2 separate regions of the Oryctolagus cuniculus genome follow, and region 1 is linked to region 2. A link is a contact called in public Hi-C data. All regions are on one chromosome and are shown on one strand. Each heading gives the region's core, a stretch centred on a gene start, on an enhancer-like site or on the middle of the called end of the contact. The rest is flanking DNA. Distances are from core to core; before and after follow the strand shown.

What was found. A called contact is a pair of places that touch in the nucleus more often than the background predicts.
Region 1: a Hi-C map of an unstated tissue shows a contact between it and region 2, with 1.8 times the contacts expected there. The contact joins the enhancer-like site here to the promoter of SLC7A1 in region 2. A contact is called at or near these places in 2 of 6 Hi-C or Micro-C datasets (ear pinna and an unstated tissue).

What each region holds. Positions count from the first base shown.
Region 1 is chr9:85,060,509-85,066,865 of mOryCun1.1, reverse strand. It overlaps SLC7A1 (solute carrier family 7 member 1), which reads right to left. Exons shown (of 13, transcript XM_070049065.1): 13 at 1,303-5,485. The coding sequence ends at 5,382. Among named protein-coding and RNA genes, the nearest start is that of SLC7A1, 85 kb to the right of the region's middle. Within about 2 kb of position 4,470, at least 1 of the 8 cell types and tissues checked has an H3K27ac peak or open chromatin away from gene starts, as enhancers often do.
Region 2 is chr9:84,976,381-84,982,166 of mOryCun1.1, reverse strand. It overlaps SLC7A1 (solute carrier family 7 member 1), which reads right to left and starts at 3,743. Exons shown (of 13, transcript XM_070049065.1): 1 at 3,605-3,743.

The DNA of each region.
Region 1 (6,357 bases), core at 3,221-5,720, 84 kb before region 2:
GCCACAGCTTCCCCTCTGCACCCGGGCTACCACGGTGGGTAGCTGGGGTCCCGGCGCGCTGCATACACGTGGGCACCGCATGACCCAAAAAGCACCCGAGGGAGCTGTGGCTTTCCTTAGTGGACTTAACTGCCTGTTGTTTTCCCAAGGCCATTTTACAACTTTGCCTTGTTGTTGTGTTTTAAGTGTCTAGGGCAAACGGGCTTAATTTGGTAAAACTTGACTGGTGGTGCCTGAGCAAGGCCCGGCTGTGACGATGGGATTGGAAGCCCAGGCAGTTCCCTGGGGCTCTCCCTGACGCAGACTGACGCCCTGTGCAGGCCGCTGGATAATGTGCCCCAAGTATTTCCTAGCCAAACTGGAAGGGCAAGTTGCTGCAGGCTGGAACAGCTCTGCCTGCGCGCCGAAGCCCAGGCAGCAATTTTTCAAGCCGCCTGCGCTGCCGCACTGTGGCCACTAGATGGCAGTGTGTCACCGCGGGACCCAGGAACAGCCTGAAGTCGCGTGGAGTCCTGGGCCCGGCTGCTTGGCAAAGCCGGCCCGCGGTGTAGGGCAGGGGCTGCTGGGCCCCCGTTCTCGCTTCCCTGCAGTGTAACCGTGATCGCATAGAGGGGGCCCACGGCTACCGGGGACCCCAGACACCTGCACGTCCGTGCTGTCCCACGGCCCGTGCTCTCGGGTCGGCTTGCCGATGAGGCCGCGAGCTCAGAAGGGACTCCAGGCCCAGAACCCTAGTCAGGAGCTTGGACACAGCTCGGTCCAGCTCCCTGGACGGAGCTTAAAGCTTATCACGCAGGCAACAAACAGGTCTTCCGGGATAGCCCCGGAATCCCTGCTTTTGTGTGTGGGAACGAAGGGTGCCTTGCCCGCCTGGACCTCCAGAGCCAGAAATGCCCCCTTTCTCAAGGGGGTTCGGCGTCAGGTTCTGAGAGCTACAACCTGCCCCGTCCACCTCATTCCGCTAGACACGTGCGGGGCAGCCAGTGCAAGCCTAAGGCGACAGTAGAGAGGGGGGGTTTGCAGCCTCTCTAGGGTCCCAGGTCCAAGCCAGGGTGGACAGAAGATGGGAGGTGGAGGGAGGATGGTGTTGGGGGAGGGGGACCCAAACTAGGTGTTAGGGGTTCCCCAACAGAGGCTCAAGTGCTTGGAATAAGACACCCCACCCTTCCCCGCCCAGTGACTGCAGGAAAATAAGGCTGGGCACTTCAGGCCATCAGCCGTAGGACAGAACAGGATCTGGAACTTTCCATGGGGGCACAGCCACATTGCCAGAATTCCCGAAACCACACCATACACACGGAAGGCAGAGACAGCATTTATTAGAATTTGTGGAAGCATGAGATAGCGCTTTTTTTTTTTTTCTTTTGACCATGGAAAGCATGGTGGGAAGTCGTGGATGTACAGTGTAGTCAGCAGAAAGGGGAGATGGAAGAGTTTCACATTTTTTTAAGGTGAGAGGCGACACCTGCACTTGCCCTTAAAAAATAAAATACAATACAGTAAAACCCAGAGGGGCCCAAGCAGCAACCAACCTGGTTTGCAGTTAGCATCAGAATCTAAATCTAGTATAATTATTTAAGAAACTCTAAGAAAAACTAGTAGAAAAATAGAACATCAAACAAGCAAAAATTATCATACAATTTACATAATAAAAATGCACAACTCTAATAATGGCTCCACATTCAGTAGAAGACAGTTTGCTGGAAACCACAGCGCTCCAGGTTTGATAATAAACCCACCCTCTTCAGCAGCACGACCCCCTGTGCCCCTAAAACCCAGTGAAGCCAAAAGGCACAACTTAAGCAGGAAATGTATCTTAAATATATATTACAACGTCTCCAAAGGGAAAATAAGTCCCAAACTTAAAAGTCTGTGATGGAGAAAACAGGAAATCAGAGATCTCAATAAATTAACAGAGTCCCAGTGTCCTCCTGGCCTGTTTCCTGTCCCTGCTGCACACACTCATACCCTGAGAAAATCCGCCCGGCCCAGGTCTCTGCAGCTCTGCCCGCTCACGGGGTGACCCAGGCCTGTGCCCTGAGACCCTTTGGCAGAGCCAGGGCCCTCTGGAGACAACACACCATGCCTCCAAGAAGCAGCAGGCACAGAAAGGCTGCAGATTCCAGAGAGGAACTCGAAAAGCAGTTGACACTGTTTTTTGGCCTTACAAAAGCCTTTAGGCATCGTAACCTCGCTGATGTGTGGAGGGTACTATCTTGCACTACCTGATCAGTTAAGTGTGTCGCTACTCGTTCCCTCCAACATGTCCACAGAAGTCTGACAAAACGCTTATGTCGCTCTTGCTGCGGGGAGGGAGGGGAGAACGTGTGATGCTCTTATGACCACAGCACACAGATGCCGTCTGAATGACGTGCAGCAACACAAACATGGCACGAACTCAGTGACAATTCCATGCACATAAGTCACACCCCGTCTCCCCAAAAATTCCCTCCTCCAGAAGCTCGGCAGCCCCCGGGAGTGTGCACCTGGTGACAGCTCTCCATCCAGCCCAGGGCACAGTCAGAGTCCACCCCTAGTGCTCGTGGTGTCGAGGGGGTGCATGTGTGCAGATGCACCCGGGCACCTGGGGTGGGGGCAGGGCCTCCAGGCCTGGGCGTGGCCATCCTTGTCCCAGGAACCCAGCCAGCAATGCAGTACTCCCGGCTCCGCCTCCAAGCTCCACCTGCCTGGCCTTGGGTGGGCCCGCCAACACCAGCTGGTGGCAGACATAGGGAGAATGGCATGTATGACCCGAGTTCCATCTGCCTGCCCCAGCGCCAGGCCGGACGTGCAGGTGGGGAGCGTGGCACAGGACGGGAGGACCCCCGCGCCGCAGGTGCCGTCTGGTGCCTCCTGGTGCTGTGCCGGGGGCCGCCCCGTCAGCAGTCAGCATGCGGGACCGCATGGATGATCGCCGGATGGAAGGCAGAGGCTTGGTGGAAAGGGTTTGCTGTCGCACAAAACACAAGCTCAAAGCGGGTGATGATCCGAGCCACGCGGCAGGCTGTCTGTCCCTCTCCCTCCTACAGAGGCCCCACGCCCACCCCGCCTCTGCGGGGCTCCCCTGCTCTGGGGCAGAGGTCCTGGGGTCCTTAGCGAATAGGGGTCACGGATGCACACAGACGGTGGGGGCGAGACGGGAGGGCCCCTTATTCATGGCACATGGGTCTTTCCAGGGTGGGTGGGCTTGCGGCTGATGCAGATTGTAAATTTCCCCTGCAAGATAATCCTGGGCTGGCTGTGAACCCAGGATGATTCTCACGGGCACAGAGACGTTAGGAGACGCCAAGCCGGGCGCGTCAGTTCCCATCCAGCTCCCTGCTCATACACCTGGGACAAGCAGCAGAAGGTGGCCCAAGCGTCCGAGCCCCTGCACCCACGTGAGAGACCCAAAAGAAGCTCCTGGATTTGGCCTGGCCCAGCCCAGGCCTTTGCAGCCCTCGGGGAGTGAACCAGCTCTCTCTCTCTCTCTTTCTCTGTAGCTCTTCCAAATAAAATAAATCTTTAATAATAATAATAATAATAATAAACAGAGCCGCAAAATGATGGGTCCCTTTTTTGTGCCCGTGTGTGTATTCATTGCAGGGGAAGGCACCTGGGATGTTAAGAGAAAGCCAACTACAATGCAGGGGTTCACCCAGACACCACTGCTTCCGGCCCTGTCCCCGTGTACGGGGCGCTCCCAACAACGGTACAGAAACGGGCGGCCACAGGGCAACACCTGGGCCGGTCCCACAGTGTCCCAGACAATCAGGAGGGCGGACCCACGCAGCGCGCCTTCCCTCAGTGCAATGCGACACGTGGCTGACCGCAGTCTCATCTGCAAGGTGCTATCCTCTGTGGACATCTCAGGCAGAAAGAAAAAAAGAAAAAAAAAGTTTTCCCTCCCCTCCCCCAGCTGTCCTTGGACACCCTCTTTCCCTCAAGTTCTCTTTGCCTATGTAGAAAAATAACAGCCACAAAAAAAAAAGAAGAAAAAAAAAACAGGTATTAGGTCCTAAGAAGACAACAGACAACCAAAACCCCAATAAAATAAGTTAATGTTTATCAAAATATTTTACAGCACCAAATCTACATAAATTTAAATATCTTTCTTTGGAAACCCAAGCTCTGAGCTTCGTGCCACTCCCTCTGGGACATTCAGAGATGCTCAGAGGGCAGCTTCCAGGAGGCGGCAGCGCCTGCCACGGGCTGGGCCCTGGGAGAGCCGGCCCTCGGGCTGTGGCCCTCATTCTCGGAGTGCTCTCCGAGAACCCTCTGGGACACGCGGAGAGACAAGTGCAGTCAACGTGTAGGGCTTTTCCGAGTGGGAGGACAGCCAGGGAAGGAGCGGGAAACAGCTTCGCAAGCAGCTCTGGTGCTTCCCGCGGCAGCGGAGAGGGCACCAGAGAGGTCACCCGGGGCCCGCTCCCCAAGGAGCGTGCAACCAGGGCTGCCGCCGGGGGCTGAGCGGGAGGGGCACAGCGTGCCGGCGCGGACACCTGGGTCCCGGCGGGGCCTCGGGCAGGCTCAAGCACTTGAAGCGGGCGGGAGTGTGGCCGGCCAGGCGGGCGGTCGCGATCCAGTTTTCTGAGCCAAGCCCCAAGGGAACCTGACGCAGGGACTCGCAGCTGCCAGGACTGAATCCCGTGGCGCACACGCAGGGGCTCGCAGCCCACGGCTGGGGTCACCAGGTCACTGAGCTGCCTCCTGCTCAGGGAACCTTAGGCACCCCAGGAGATTCGGTGACTGGGACAGTCCCCTGGAGACTTCTACACGCCGCCACCCCAAGGCCAACGCTGCGCCCCTCGTCGCCCGTTCCAGAGGCTCAGCACGCATGGCCAGCGGCGATCGAGGCCAGCAGCCGCGAGCCCCGCCGGGGCTGGGGCAGCGTCTGGCGTGCGCACTGCGTAGGCGCCCCCAGCCCCACTCTCCCCGCCGCTGGAGGCCCTGCATCCTTTGCAAATCAGACCCCTGACTGCAATCCCAGGGGCCGCCCACCGAGGGCGTCCGGCTCGGAGGGGCCGGGCTGGGAGCAGCAGCCGGGGCCGTGGGCCTGTGGCCGGCCGCGGGGTGCGCAGTTCACAGGCCAGCGTGGTCCCGGGGAGGGTGGCCCGCGGTCCCGAGCTGAGGAGAGAAGCTGGCCGCCGCGGCCCGGGACAGAGCTGGCGACAGAAGCGCTGTTTGCTTGCTTTGGAGCGGGGGTGAGGAGACATGGCGGCCACCCCCCTGCCAAGGAGTTGCTGGAGGTGACCGGCCTCAACCGCCGTGGCCGAGGCTGCAGTTCAAGTAATTGCCCGCTTGGGGGCGCCGGGGATGTGGGTGGGTCCCGCGGCCCCGCTGGGGAGGGCAGGGGGCGTGGCGGCCCTCAGGGGGTGGCCCTCAGCGGGCGGGGCTGCGCGTCACTTGCACTGGTCCAAATTGCCCTCAGGAGTCCTTGCCTGGCCGGCGGCCAGGGACGCCTCCTCGCTGTGCCACAGCCCGTAGCCGAAGTAGATGATGAAGCCTGCGGGCCGAGAGCAGAGGGATGAGGGTGAGCGCAGGGCGCGCGGTCCCTACCCCTGACTTCCCGCCTCTGGACAATCAACAGCTGCCTCATCCTGCCTCGGGCACGGGCTCCCGGCTGGCCTCACTGCAGTGTGCCCTGGGCACACATGGCAGCTAGCCCTCCTCCCCATCTCTCCCTTCCCAGGACCTGAGGCCCTCCCACTTAGCCCTGGGTCATCTCCTGGAGGCCTAAGACCACCTAGCAGTCACCCTGTATGCCCCCCATGAACCACGGGAGACCAAGAAGGCTAAAAGGGCACAAAGGTCAAGGCCCACCCCCTGGCACCTGCACCAGCACTTAAGACACAGGGAAAGGAAGAACCTGACCACGCCCCCTGCCGAGGGCCAGAGGCCCAGAGGTGGGGCACAGTCAGCCGGCCGCAGACCAGGCTGCACCACCCAAGAGGACCAGAGCCCCCCACAGCCTCTGTCCAGCAGCACCTCCCCCACGCCCACTGTCAGCAAAGGAGCCGTGGGCAGCCCGGGACAAGGACACCCGCCAGGCCCACAGCCCACAAGGACCAGGCACTGGCTGGGCCGGGAGGAGCCACAGCCCAGACTTCCCCAGCTGGGATGGAGCTACCCAGTGCCTTGCCCACCGCAGACTCACGGCCTTGCTCTGATGAATGCCAGGCTCTGGCCTGAGGAGAGAACTACAGTTTGGACAAAGGGCTATGAAGACGACAAGTGTGTAAATGGGAGGGAGGGCTCACTGCCTACCATGAGTTCCATTTTTTCAGAGGAAAACGCTGACTACTACATGGCTTCTTAGGAAATCTGAAACACGGGGGACTTGACATCAACCCTCGGCCCTGTAGCAGGAAGACAGAT
Region 2 (5,786 bases), core at 2,494-4,993:
AGGGCCCTCACCATTCAGAACCATAACCAAGATGTGGCAGGAGGAGTGACACTCCCAAAGGTCAGGAATGCCTTCCCCGCGGCCCATGTTCTTGGGCCGACCAAACCCACACCAGAAGCCAATGCCACATGTCTGAATGAATGTCCAGTAGTCAGCGCACCACCCAATCTGCTGCCTGTCTTCCAGCAGCTTCCAGGTGGCAGATGCACCAAGCCTCCTTCAGTAAATTCTGACCAACTTTGAGCAACTGCAGAGTTAGCTGCTTGGGGGTATAGGCAGAGCGAGCAGGGAGAAACCAAGAGAAGCCAGCCACTCAAGTTTACCGCAAGGCCAGTTATCGGCCACGGAAGATGCTACCACCCTACTCCCTCACAGGCAAGAGAGGTCTACAACATGAGGGAAAGAGCCACAGCCTGCAGCCCAGGAAACCCCTCCTAAACACCTAGGATGCCCATGGGGCAAGGCCACCATCAGGTCACCCAGTGGAGGATGGCAGAGGATAAAAGGACTCTGAGCTAAAAGAGACACCTAGGCTGAGTGTGAGGCCAACAGGAAGGAGCCCACCACCCCGAGGCTGCTGGCTACGACATCACACACCGGGGAGGGGCCACAGGGCTGGCCTAGACATGCAGTCCAGCTCTGTCCCTTCAGGATGCAAGTATCTAAAAGGTCTGGTGACTTTCAAAGGCAGCCGCTGTAGCACAGTGCGATGCCAGCATGTCCCATCAGAGTACAGTCACAGCCCTGGCTACTCCGCACTTTCCACCCAGCTCCCTGCTGATGCGCCCGGGAGGCAGCAGATGATGGCCTCAGTAGCTAAGTCCCTGCCACTCACCTGGGAAGCCCAGAAGGAGCTCCTGGCTCCTGGCTTCAGTCTGGCCTTACCCCAACCGTTGAGGCTATTTAGGGAGTGAACCAGCAAATAGAGGATCTCTGTCACTCTGCCTTTCAAATAAATAAAATCTTAAGAAACAACAATAGTCCATCTTAAACCTAACATGCTCAACCTTCTCATCTCCTTAAGGTTGTGACTCCAGGGCCAGCACTGTGGCATAGTAGGCTAAGCCTCCGCCAGTCTCTATCCTTAATCCATTAACAGGGCCTGTGCTATGGCTGTGGCATAGCAGGCTAAGCCTTCACCTGCAGTGCCAGCATCCCATATGGATGCCAGTTCGTGTCTAGCTCTCTGCTGTGGCCCAGGAAGGCAGTGGAGGATGGCCCAAGTGCCTGGGCCTCTGTACCCACACGGGAGACCCGGAAGAAGCCCCTGGCTCCTGGCTTCGGATCGCTGCCAACTCCAGCCATTGGGGCCATCTGGGAAGTGAACCAGCAGATGGAAGACCTCTCCCTCTGTCTTTCCCTCTCTCTGTAACTCTACCTCTCTAATAAATAAATAAAATCTTAAAAAAAAAAAAAAAAAAAACTCCGGCTGTGCAGTGTGGAAATCTATTTCACCTCTCTTACCACTCACCTAAAGCCCCAGGCCAGTCCTGTGGGCGCACCTTTCACAGTCACCCAGAAGATGCCTCTGGGTAAGATGACACAGAGGCCAAGGCATCTCCCGGGTTAAAGGAAGTAAATTTTTCGCCAAGATTGTGAACACTCTCAGCACAAAAACACGACAAACGTTTAAAGCGATAGATAGCCTAGTTCCCCCGGCTGCAACATCACACAATGACATACGCACCCAAACATCACACCAGGACCCGACAATGTACGATTCGGACGTGTCAGTCAAAGATGAAACAAGTTTCTTTCCCTAACAAGAATGCATTGAGTCATGTCTCAAATTCCTCCTTTTAGGGTTAACAAGCAGCATCTCTAAATACACTGTCAATCAACAGAAAGCATTCATATAAGACATAACGCTGGGACCCCCGACTTAATGACCTAGTTCTGCTGGATTCAGGAAAGAGAAGTTACAGACCTGAACAATCAATAAGCATTTACTTGCTTCCTTCAGAGAATGAAATTTTGTACCAAACAGAATTAAACCTGTGTCTCAACTCAAACTCCCTGAGGTCAACAATCTTGCCTTTCAAGCCTTTTTTCCCCCTCCAGCAAATGGTCATATGCCTAAACAGAAGCCACGTGGCTCCGACTCAGGCAGCTGAGACCACCCCCTCTCCCTACTTACTGAGCCTTTTCCCGTTCGTTTACTCAAAGTTCCTTTGACATCCTTTGAATGTTAGTCAACAAGGAAGCTTTAAGAACGATTTTCTTCACTGTGGATCTTTCCAGTAAGTTTCTCTTCTTACTGGGGCTCAAGACAAGACCTTTTTTTTTTCCTGCCAGAAAGGCGGGTTCGCATAAGAATCGTGGTAATTTCCACTGAGAACAACTGAAAATACCAGGGCGAATACGTGCACCACAGTTTCCTATTATCTGACTGAAACATAAACGTTGAGATAAATCCCTAATAAATTATAACCCGAATTCAACATAGTGACGGCTCCCGGCTGCAGGCTGTCAGACACAGTCCCACCAGCCAGCTTTTAAGGGGCACATTCTGAAGGGGGTGGCGGGGGTACCCACCAGGGACGAAGATCGCAACCCCCCACCCCTACCCCACGCCCGAGACTCGGGTCTGGAACACAAGCCAGCACGTGACAGCACGGCCGTGGGTGTTGGGAAGTGTAGTCTGGTTCACATGTCTGGCTCGCCTACCCGCTCAAGACGCACGCAACTCCGATCTGGCTCCCACGCCTCCCCCCTACCCGGGGAACAGCGCGGCGAGCCGGCCAGCGGCGCGCGCGGGACGGCCGCCTTGACCTGCCCGTGCCCAGGAAGTTTTCTACTACGCAGAGAGGAACACGCGGAGAATAGGTTGTCCTAACGAAGCCGGAAGAACTTCCTCCTCCTGCGAACCATCTGGACGGCTTGGCCAGCCCAGAGTTTTAGGGCCAAGCCGGGTCACCAGGAAGCCCACCCAAAGGAGGACGTCCCCAAGAAACCCCTGGGGACCCAGACTACGGGTGCAGGCGGGCATTCTGGGGGTCTCATGGAATGGGCAGGCGCGCACCGCGACCACCGAGCAGGGCTGCCCAGCGCCGTTTCCCAGGCTAGCCAACGTACCTGCCGCGGGACCACCCTCCCGGGGCGCGGGCGGGGTCCCCGCGGCGGCCGATGACACATCCTCGGACCTCGTGGCGGGGCGGGGTGCTCCGCAACGCGCCATGTAAGGGAAGCTCTCCCGCGCTGCCAGCGGGCTCCGGACGCCTCCTGGACCAGCCCCCGTGCCCACCGCCGGCCCCTTGCCCACCCGGACCACCAGGTGCGTGGCCGGCGCGCGGGGTGGGCATCGCCGGCGCGCCCACGCTGACTCGGGCGGTGTTGCATCATACACCACGCCGTGCCTTTAGGGAACCGAAATGGACTCCGTGGAAGCCACGGCCGCATGGGCACCGCCCCGCGCGCACACCCCCGGGCCCGCCCTGCCCTCGCCCTCCCCGGAGGATGCCAGCGGCGCCCCGGAGCGGGGCTCTCGCCACTCCCGTGCCGCCGCCTGCCCGAGGCCCCACGCGGCCCCGCGGCCCCCTCCAACCCCCGCCAAGGTGACCCAGGTTGTGGAGCTGCCCCGGTGCCAGCGGGAGCGGGCACTCACCAAGCGGGCGGTGGGATGCGGGCAGGACAGCGGGCCGAAGGACGCACGCACGCTTGCACGCACCGACCCGGGGACCCTCGGCCGGAGAGGCGGTGCGGAGGCGCGGGAGCGACGTGGAGCTGCGGTGAGCGCGTGCCTGCCGGCCGCGTGCCGCGCCGCCCGGCTGCTGACTGGCCGCTCGCACCTGCCCGCGCTGACTGAATGGGGCGCCGAGGGCGGGCGGGATCCGGCGCCGGTTTCATCAGCCGCTCTCGCCGCCCGCCCCCCAGCCCGCCCGGCGGCCCTGCCCGTGCCTCGCGTCACAGCCGGGCACCAATGGCAGCGCGGCGCGGCGGCGGCCGCTGGCCCTGAGGCGGCGGCAGAGGCGGGCGCGCCCGTGTGGGCGGGGCGGCGGCGTCTTCGCGCGCGCTGCGGCGGGGACCCGGGGTTCCCCCGGCCGGCAGGCGGGCGGCGCCTCCGGACGCTCCCGCGGCTGCCTTGCGGGCCTGGCCGCCTGTCCGCCAATCGGAGCCCGCGGCGCGACAGCATCCTTGGGTTCCCTGCGGGCCCCGCCGCGCGCGGGCCGGGACTCAGGGCAGCAGGCCGGGCCGCGCCAGCCCTGGCTTAGCGAGCTGCAGTCAGCAGACGCCGCTGGTCTTCCTTATCCGAAATAAAAAGATCTGGGATGCACTATGAGGGTTTTAGAAAGTTAGTTACTGGGGCCGGCGCTGTGATGTAGCGGGTGAAGCCCCTGCCTGTGGTGCTGGCATCCCATATGGACGCGGGTTCGAGTCCCGGCTTCCCATCCAGCTCTCTGCTATGGCCTGGGAAAGCAGCAGATGGCCCAAGCGCTTGAGCCCCTGCACCCATGTGCAAGACCCAGAAGAAGCTCCTGGTTCCTGGCTTCAGCCTGGCTCAGTCCTAGCAGTTGTGGCCATTTGGGGAGTGAACCAGCGGATGGAAGCTTTATCTATCTATGTCTGTATGTCTGTCTGTCTCTCTTTCAAATAAGTATTTTTAAAAAATTTTTTTGAAGTTACTATAGATTTTCATTTCTCTCTCATGGTATTATTTTATTATCGTCCCCTTGCCCATGCTAGAACCTTATCTCCCTGCTGTCGGTGAAGGCCTAATCCACCTGTTGCCAGGCACCTGCACAGCAGGCTGGTGGGCTAATGGCCTCAGCTGCCTTCCCAGTCACTCTCCCAGTGTTGCCAAGAGCGGTGGTCCTGAATCCCACAGTGTTGGTGCCATGAGCTCCCGTGCAGTTGTCTGTCTTTGCTCCAGAAACCAAGAAACACAACCTGTGAAGATCCAGTAATCTGTGACATTGAGTAAGTGGTAGATGACCACCGCGCTCCCCCATATTTCTAAGGAAACAGAAAGGACAAGGGCGGATGGTATCTGCCTGCTTTAAAGCCTTTCCACACCTCCCACCCGCCCCAGCCACCACCAGCACCACCAAGCCCTTGCTCAGTAATGGGGCTCCTGGGTCAGCAGCTGGCTGTTTTCTGCCCTTGAAACTAGCCTAGCAGTTTATGAAGTAGGGAACTGCAGGGCACTGGCTTCACAAAAAGTGTTAGTGAGCACCTAGGAATGCATCTGCATCTGCAAAGGCCAGCGTTTGGCTCCATAATAAGCCACCCCACACCCTTTGTTTTATAATTGTCACAGGTGGCCAGCGCCAGGGCTCACTAGGTTAATCCTCTGCCTGCGGTGCCGGCACACAGGGTTCTAGTCCCAGTCGGGGCGCCGGATTCTGTCCCGGTTGCCCCTCTTCCAAGCCAGCTCTCTGCTATGGCCCGGGAGTGCAGTGGAGGATGGCCCAAGTCCTTGGGCCCTGCACCCGCATGGGAGACCAGGAGAAGCACTTGGCTCCTGGCTTCCGATAAGCGCGATGCTATGGCCGCAGTGCGCCGGCTGCAGCGGCCATTGGAGGGTGAACCAACGGCAAAGGAAGACCTTTCTCTCTGTCTCTCTCTCTCACTGTCCACTCTGCCTGTCAAAAAAATAAATTTAAAAAAAATTGTCACAGGTGATGTGTTGCCCTCAGATCACAGAAGGAGGTGTCTGGCATCCAGGGGCCTCCTCCACCTGCCAACACCACAGTCTAAAGGCTCCTGGCTCTGGCCTGGAGTCAAGTCTACCTGCTTTGCCTTTAGCCCCAGGTGGGGATTTGAAGGCGAACTCCGCTACTTCATTT